Regions from separate parts of the Mus musculus genome. Here regions 1 and 3 are each linked to region 2. Evidence: chromatin contacts called from public Hi-C and HiChIP or PLAC-seq data. All regions are on one chromosome and are shown on one strand. Each heading gives the region's core, a stretch centred on a gene start, on an enhancer-like site or on the middle of the called end of the contact. The rest is flanking DNA. Distances are from core to core; before and after follow the strand shown. Region 1 has its middle 19 kb from the start of Gm40634. Region 2 holds the start of 4933404K13Rik (RIKEN cDNA 4933404K13 gene). Region 3 overlaps Rtn4ip1 (reticulon 4 interacting protein 1).

The links. A called contact is a pair of places that touch in the nucleus more often than the background predicts. HiChIP or PLAC-seq counts read pairs in DNA pulled down with a chosen protein or histone mark.
Region 1: a contact with region 2 is called in an H3K4me3 HiChIP or PLAC-seq map of the 230-238 cell line, with 18 read pairs. The contact joins the enhancer-like site here to the promoter of 4933404K13Rik in region 2. A contact is called at or near these places in 1 of 39 promoter capture datasets (hematopoietic stem and progenitor cells), 1 of 115 datasets of contacts at active chromatin or transcription factors (the 230-238 cell line) and 1 of 9 other capture datasets (liver).
Region 3: a Hi-C map of the CH12 cell line shows a contact between it and region 2, with 2.4 times the contacts expected there. The contact joins the enhancer-like site here to the promoter of 4933404K13Rik in region 2. A contact is called at or near these places in 2 of 15 datasets of contacts at CTCF or cohesin (large pre-B cells and pro-B cells), 33 of 484 Hi-C or Micro-C datasets (B cells, CD4 T cells, the CH12 cell line and 17 more), 6 of 115 datasets of contacts at active chromatin or transcription factors (the 230-238 cell line, embryonic stem cells, large pre-B cells and 1 more) and 3 of 9 other capture datasets (adipose tissue, macrophages and pancreatic islet).

What each region holds. Positions count from the first base shown.
Region 1 is chr10:43,722,245-43,724,944 of GRCm38.p6, reverse strand. No RefSeq gene overlaps it. Among named protein-coding and RNA genes, the nearest start is that of Gm40634, 19 kb to the left of the region's middle. Within about 2 kb of position 1,329, at least 114 of the 459 cell types and tissues checked have an H3K27ac peak or open chromatin away from gene starts, as enhancers often do. A contact at or near this core is called in the 230-238 cell line and liver, where this site is marked.
Region 2 is chr10:43,824,491-43,827,312 of GRCm38.p6, reverse strand. 4933404K13Rik (RIKEN cDNA 4933404K13 gene) reads right to left here and starts at 1,406. Exons shown (of 3, transcript NR_131055.1): 1 at 1,327-1,406.
Region 3 is chr10:43,917,818-43,920,517 of GRCm38.p6, reverse strand. The region is part of intron 4 of Rtn4ip1 (reticulon 4 interacting protein 1); the gene reads right to left. Among named protein-coding and RNA genes, the nearest start is that of Rtn4ip1, 17 kb to the right of the region's middle. Within about 2 kb of position 1,362, at least 20 of the 459 cell types and tissues checked have an H3K27ac peak or open chromatin away from gene starts, as enhancers often do. A contact at or near this core is called in B cells, the CH12 cell line, bone marrow-derived macrophages and 3 more, where this site is marked.

The sequences.
Region 1 (2,700 bases), core at 80-2,579, 100 kb after region 2:
GAAAACAGGACACAGAGACTTCTGTAAGGTGTCCTGGGAGACTCCCTATCCACTCAGTCCTATTGGTTGTGCCTAAACACTTTCAACTAAAACAGATTAGTAGACCAGAAAAAACTTGCCTTCATCATAAAGAGGAATGTCCATTGCTGGATGTGGTGTGCATACCTGTAATCCCAGAAATTAGGAGACTGGAACAGGAGAATTGCCGTGTTTGAGTTACAAGGCTGGGTTGGGTTACATGATGAGTTCTGGGGCAGCCAGAACAGCCCCAGAGCAAGACCCTGTATTAGGAAAAAAAACAAAAAACAAAACAAAACAGAGAGCTGGCCAGCAGTGCATGGACTCAGGCGTCAAAGACAAGCAGGTCTCTGAGTTCAAGGCCAGCCCAGTCTACAGAGTGAGTTCCAGGACAGCCAGGGCTACATAGGGAAACCCCATCCTCATACAAAACAAAACAAAAAGAAAAGAAAGAAAGAAAAAAATGAAGAAAAATGAATTAATTAAAACCATCTCTCTCCATCAATGCCTTTCAGGTATAATATACATATACTTGTGCACAAGCACCCAGAGTTGAAGGGTCACAGGTGTCTCTCAATTGGCCCTGGATTCAGTCCCCAGCACCCAAAACAAAAGAGTTCATACCAGTGTTTAACGACTCCTTCAAAGGATTTGATGGAGAATAATTAACTGGGAAATTGTTGCTCAAGGGATGGTAGTCTTGTTCTCTCAAAATAAGTACATAATAAAAGGAAAAATACTTTTTTTTTCCAATCCCGGGTACAGTGTGGGACCTGGAGAATGCTAAGCAAGCCCTCTAGTACTGAACTTCACTACTGGCCTGGAAAATACACTTTTTAAAATGGAGTGTGGGGGAAGGGCCATGTGGGAGGAGGTGTAGGGAGAGCTGCGATTGGGATTTAAAATTAGTTAATTAATTAATTAATTAATTAATGGGGAAAATGTGTTTAAGTGCAGCATACAGATGTCTCCAGGATGGTTAAAGAATTCCTATCAGCTCCCTTTATGCCTGATGAATAAACCTCCAGTCCTTTAAGGCTATTCATTGATTCCTGGGTGGTTTATTTTTCGTTTTTTACGGGGCTTGACCCAGCTCACTTCCCTCCCTATTCCTGAAGCTGCGGTCTTTTGAGAAAACCCCGACTCCAGGAACCAAAACTCTTGGCTTTCTCTTCTGCCCACCGCCCGCAGGACACCTGCTGCCGACCTTTCTTAGTTCTGTCTCCCAGGACGGTTACGAGCTGAGTGCTGGGATCGTTGGTGTGCCGGGAAATGGCCTCACACCGTTCCTGTGACCCACTGTCTGGAAGCCGTGGGCTTGCTCATTATCCACGCTCTCCTGGAGGTCCAGTTACCAGCATTGTCCACTGCCAGGGCCACAGCGGAAACTGGTCTAACCAGTTTTCTCCTCTCCCTGGACTATTCCAAGGCAGACACACTCAAGCCTGGCAAAAATACTGAGAGTTTCTGTTCCCAGGACGGAGACCCGCCACAACAAGCCTGGCTGTTGTTAAACTCTGGTCTGGTTTCCTCCCCCAACCCCGTCTTCTCTCCCCAACACCTCCTGGGTTTGCCACGAGGCTATGCACCATCGAGTTTGAATGCCGCGTTGAGTTGTTGATTAAAACAGCATGCCGTTTTCTGAAGGTCAAACAACATATGACAATAAGTGGATATAAAATATCGGCGAAACAAATGTGTGGCTTCTGCACTGGATGCAGAGGCAAAACTGGCTGCCCTTTAAAAGCCTCCACGTTCTCGAGAAGTCCTGGAGTATTAAAATTGATGATGGTGATTAGGTTGCTTTTCAGAGCAGCAAAAATGTGTATAACCGAATCCTCATGGGCTTAGCCATTTTCAGCCCGGGCATATTAACTTGTCTGGCTGTGAAGCTGCTATTGTATACACAAGTATTTAACCGTGAGTGCAGCGGGTCCCAAATTAAAACCATATTTTGTTAGCACCACATGTTCCAGCTCTGACAGTATTTATCAAAGGGGAAGCTGCTGGATTTATTGAAGGAAATGAACTTGCCTGGGGTCTGCCAGACTCAACCCTTACAGCGAGGCTGAGCGTGAGGCTATTGGCTCCAGGCCACTCACTGGCTTCGGCAGGGTGGGCTATGGACACCCCACCCCCTGTCTCCCCACAGCTAGGCGTCGGGGGAGGTTGACAGCTCCAGGCCATTCTTTCTTCAAAGATCTGTTTGTATTCTCTTCTTTGTGAAGTCTTTGCTTCCTCTACCCAAGCTTCTTGCTTCTTTCTTCTTCCTCTGAAAGCTGCAACCTCAGTCTGGGGACTTTGTAGAGAAGATGAGATTCTAAAGCCTGCCCCACACCTCCTGATCTACATTTCAGCAAATCCCCGGGGGGGGGGGGGGGGGTCCTGTGCTGGCGGAAATTTGCTCTGCACCACCCCCACCCCCCACCTTCCACCCCTTACCCACCTCCTACCCCACCCCTACCTCCCCCTCACCCCACCCTCACTTATCTCTTTCACCTGTACTTCTCATTAGGAGCCTTGTTACCCACTCCACGTGTGTATGGATTTTGCTGGCTGTCACAATGCTGGGATGGAGCCCTGCTGGTTCAGTGACAGCAATGACACTGGACAGCTTGCAGAAGAAAGCAGTGCATATGTCACACAACTGGAAATGTGGCTGAACTCTCAGGCAGGTGAAAA
Region 2 (2,822 bases), core at 157-2,656:
AATAAATATTTCCTCCTTTAAGTTTTCCCAGGGTTTTTTTTTTTTTTTTTTTTTTTTTTTTTTTTTTTTTGCTTTGTTTTATTTAATTTTTTTGTCACAGTGACAGGAAGCTAATTAACACAGGGTGTATACCATGATATGGTTGTTCTTTTGCAGTTCTGGCCATGAACCAACATGGTAGGTAAGTCTTAACACTGAGCTACATCCCCTAGCCAAGAACTATTTTAGAACCAAATAAAGCTGCAGGTGGTGTTTCTATTTAAATCGACAGCTAAGTACCCGTTTTCAGGCCTCCTCTGCTCACCTTGGTTGATCCCAGGAGGCCTTCTGACTTATCTCCGCGTTAGCCCATTTCACAGTGGATCCAGTGAACCGTGCTTCCTGCTCCTCTTGGTCAGCTCTAGTTCCTTCTTACGTTTTGGTATAAAGTTCTGAGTATTAAATATTCTGTCTTTGGGAGGGCTCGGGTGGGAGGCAGGGAAGCCTTTGAGTAGTGGGGCCTTCGATGAGGCTTTGGGCCCCTGGAAGTGCACCATTTAAGAGGATAAGTGAGCACTTAAGCCTGTCTTCCTTTCTTTTTGTCCCCTCACTGTGAATTGAACGGCTTCAGCATCTCCTCCTTCAGTGATCCTTCAGCCTTCCCACCTGAACATGGCTGAAATTTGTGAATCCACGAGCCAGCGAAACCTTTCCTCTTTATAAACTGATCACCTCTGGGGCTTGCTATAGTGGTTGAATGTTGAGTAACACAGCCCTCCTCTGGAGACTGATCCTGGGACTTCTTTCACCGGTAAAATACAGCGAAGTTCTTGAGAGTCTCAACACAGGCAAAAGATTCCCTGCTTTAGGGGTAGCTGGGCACACTCTAAAAAGATAAGCCACCATGACCATGAGAAGAGCAAGAGAAACTATAAGGACTGAGAGATCCCTGGCCCACTGCTTCCTGATATGTCCGTACTGTATATAAAGACACCATCTTGAGTGGCCCAGTCAGCTGCGGGAAATATTTAAAAGATGAACCCACAATGCTCTGCAGGGCCGGATCACGCTCCCGCGCTCCTGCCGGCTCGCCAACTCTGGCCAAGCAGGACCACACAGCTCCCTCCGGGCCATCTCTCCAGCGTCCCCAGTTCCTCTCACTACCACGCAATGCCCTACGCATCCCATGGTTGGTCATCTCAACACCTAATTATCCGGTAGAATCAAGACTCTCAAAGCTTAACCAAGCAGATTTATGTATCAATAGAATTACAATTTACAAGATGCCAATACAATAATTTCAGAGCCAATTGATAATGATAAAAGTCTTATTCCAATATTTCTAACCTTATGAAATCAAGGCTACTTGTGGCTGGAAAATAAAACTCGGGTATACGTCAGCAGCCATTTTGCTTCTCCTCCCCTCTGACAAACTCTGAGACTCTTAGCCCCGCCTCCCGTTCTCTGTCCAATCACAGGTCTCCCACTGCCCTAATGTGATTGGACAGGGAAAATCCTGAAACAAGCAAAGATTGGTCACACCTGCCAACCCATATTTTATGTGTTTAATCTTTTGACATTACAACACGGCATTTTCATCTACAAAGTTCATGCTAAAAAAAATCCTGCAATCGTGTTATGAACACATGCACACACACACATATGCCACATATACACACACATGCACACACGTGCGCGCACTCACACCACACATACACACGCACGCACGCACACACACAACACATACACACATGCACGCACACACACACACACACACCACACTCACACAGACACACACACTTTCAGCAAGTTTACAAGTTTCAATCAGACCACTTTCATCACACATACACACACACATACACCACATATACACACACATGCACACATGCATGTACACATTACACACCACACTCTCACATACATGCACACCAAACTTTCAGCAAGTTTACAAATTTTGATCAGACCACTCTCATAACTATGTTTGGCCCAGAGGCCGTGTCTGGACACACTTGTTTCTCAAATTATAGAATTATGAGTAAGTAAGTGATTATGGCCAAGGAAAACCAACACATCTTTCTCTACCAAGTCATTTCAGTTGCTTCCTTCCAGACTTAGGTCAAACCACCTTCTCGGACAACTTACCCAACAAACACCGTGAAAAATCACATTACCTTAGAATTTGATATGAAGTTTGGATTACACAAAGCCAGGCCTGTTCTTGTTCAGTTTTGTACGGTAAACTGGTTAATACTGACCACTGTAAAGTAAGCTCAGGGTTGGAGAGTAGTGTGCCCATTTTTTCAGATGAAAACACTGGGGCACAGTGACTAAGCAAAGGCAGCTGTGTAAAAGTACACTTCTGAAAGCTCTCCCTCTATTCCCTGACAGAACTGTGCTCTAAGCACTAAGTGGTTTTGGTTTTTTTTTTTTTTTTAAATGCAGATGTGGCAAAGAACATTGTACATGTATTTTAGGCAAGAAGGAAGGGGAACGATATTAAACTCAGACACAGTAACTACTGTATATGGTTAACAGGCACAGGACCAGTAAGGTCTTGTGGACATGGGCATGGTGATCAGGCTGAGTTTGTGACAGTGGACTTGTGGCGAGTTTGATTGAAGAATGGGTCTCCTCCCAGTGAGATGCTTCTGGGCTATTTGATTGATTTTTATCCCTTTTAATAATAATAATAATAATAATAATAATAATAATAATAATAATAATAATAATATCTGTCTAGGATCTCTTCCAACAAATCACATGTAGATGGCCAAAAGAGGCTGTCATAGAATAAAACATTTCAAAATATGTTTACTGGCTACTCAGAAAAACATGGGTTTCCT
Region 3 (2,700 bases), core at 113-2,612, 93 kb before region 2:
CCATGCGAGTGCTATGGAACATACATGTGTACACACATGGGGGGGGGGGGGGCGGAACCTGGGCTGCATGATGTCAAATATCTAGAACATTGTACCCAGTAGAGGTGGAAGGCCATGACATAATGGGGTCTGGTATCTGGTACTATATTAACTATTACGGAGGCTATTTCATGAAAATTCCCTGAGCGCCCACAGAAAACACTCCTGAGATAAGTGGAGGGGGTGCCTGCCGTCTATCTACCACTATCATTACATAACTACTAGTTATAGGCCCTCTATCTTCACTACGAGACAGTATAGAATTTTGCCACCTACTGCTAACCAGTGCACTGAGCCTTAGAACACACACCCTGCCTGTAATCTTAGCTACTTCATCTTTCTGTCCCTCACGCAAATCACAGAGGCTGATTATTATCATCTGTTGTGTGTTAAGAGTTATGACTATAATTTCCAAGTCAGCTGTTCCCTTTGAAATACCATTAAATATAATTTTAAAAAGTCTCTTTGAAAATCACGTTACTTCTAGAAGTGGTTTTCATCTCAAAGCTATCACTAGTGAAGAAGAGGTGACACTCTGCAGATGTTCCATCTCCTCCAAACTTCAACCCATGCGATAGCGTTAGTATTCCCAAGTGGGGAAATATGACACAGGAAGTGTCACACAGCTGAGGTGCTGGTACACACCTGGAATCCCAGCACTCGGGAGGAGGAGGCTGAGGCAGGAGAATGTAAGGTCAAGATCAGCCTGGGCAGCTCAGTGAGACTCTCTCAAACCAAATCATGTAAACAACAAAACAACTATCATACGGATTTTTAACAGTTAATTTACCCATAAAATACTTGGCCTTGACTCTTTGATTATTACCTAAATTAGTCAAATTCTCCTTCAAGTAACATCACACTTTTCTTTTACTCTACATTAGGACAGAGAAAGGACAGGCATTTTACCAAGTTTTTTTGTCTAACAGCGGTGATTTTTGACTCCTAAGGCTCTGCTTAAGAAAACGCCTCTCTGGTGGCTTGAGACGATTTCCTATGGAAGCTACAAACCAGCGGCACTACTGTTAGAAGCACCCCAGCACTAGCAGTACTCAGCCTGGAGGGATGTCTGCTTTGCACAAGGACTGGAGATAAAGGAGGACACACTTAGCAGACAGGATTAAAAGGACAGCAAATATCATGGCTGCCCGGGTTCCAACTGACAGACATGTCTCTGACCTCCTTCCTGTCAGCTTGTCTCTTCCCCATAACCCTTAATCCGAAGCAGCCTCACTTCCTAAATAAAACAGCAAAATTATCTCACAAAAGCGTGATGCTCTACAACCAGTGTCAGTTCCCAATGCTGCCACCTGAGGGAGCCCTCAAAGTGCAAACGAGCAGAGAAGCAGGCTCAAGACGGGATGGAGGCGCACCAAGGAAGTGCTGAGACACTGAGGGAGGACTTTTTTCTGGCCGCACAAACTTTAGTTTTGTGTAGGGTCAGGCAGGGCCTATTCTTTTTCCGAACAAAGCCAATCTCTAAAGGGACAGCAGGCAAAATAAAGTCTAAAGCCAGCAATAAGCTGACGTTCTGTGGCTAAGCTAACTGTATTCTATAAAGTACCTCGCAGACCTAAGGGAAGAGCACCGTGGCGCCCACCCTCACTCTGTCCCCCAGTGCTGTTCAGGAGGATTTTCTTACCTACCTTGCTGTATCACCACACTCCACATGCACACCCAACCAAAGTTAGAAAAAAGAAAAAAATGGTGAAAAAAGTGTGCTGCTTGCTATTTTATATCAATGGTCGGCAGCCTTTGAGACAGTTCATATTGTGGAGACTCCCAACCATAAAACTGTTTTCACTGCTATTTCATGACTGTAATTTTGCCACTGTTATAAATCATCATGTAAATATTTTGAAGACAGATGTTTGCCAAAGGGGTTACAACCCACAGGCTGAGAACCACTGGCTTCTATAGGAAAAAGCCCATGAACATTGTAATTCAAGATTGCCCAGGTCTTTAACACATGGCTCCTCACTTCATAGACCACAGCTTACTCTGAAAATTCTGTGGCTTGATCTAATTAATGGCAGACCTAGAAAGCACTAGAGAATAGGAATGATGACTACAATGCTATGCATTCTTCTTTGTTGTTGAGACAGAGTATTAGGTAGCCCCCGCTGGCCTCAGACCTTGCTATGGAGCCGAGGGTGGTCTTGAAGTCCTGGCCCTCCTAGCTCAGCCTCCAGAGTGGTTGGTTACAGGTATGTGCTATCATACTTGCTTTCTTAAACTCTAAAATCCTAATTCGCTCTGTCATTTCTGCCTAATGTTTGAATAAGCCAATAATGTGCTGATTTAACAGTGGCTTCTTTGGAGAGATGGCTCAGCAGATAAGAACACTTACTGCTCTTCCAGAGGACCTGAGTTCAGTTCCCAGCACCCACATCAGGTGCCTTTCAATTGCCACAACTCTACTTCAAGGAGATCAGACTTCTGGCTTCCACAAGTGCTCTCACACATGTGGCATACATTCACAGACACAAAAACTCGAGTGCACATGTGCACACACACACAACCATGAGGGAACCCGAAGGAGGAATTTACTCTCAAGTTTCTGTTCTGTCTTGGCCTGAAGAAACCTGGGCTGCAAATGTCCAGATCTCGGCACTGACTCATGTTGTGCTTTTTAACACAGGTGTAATAGGCTTTCCTGGC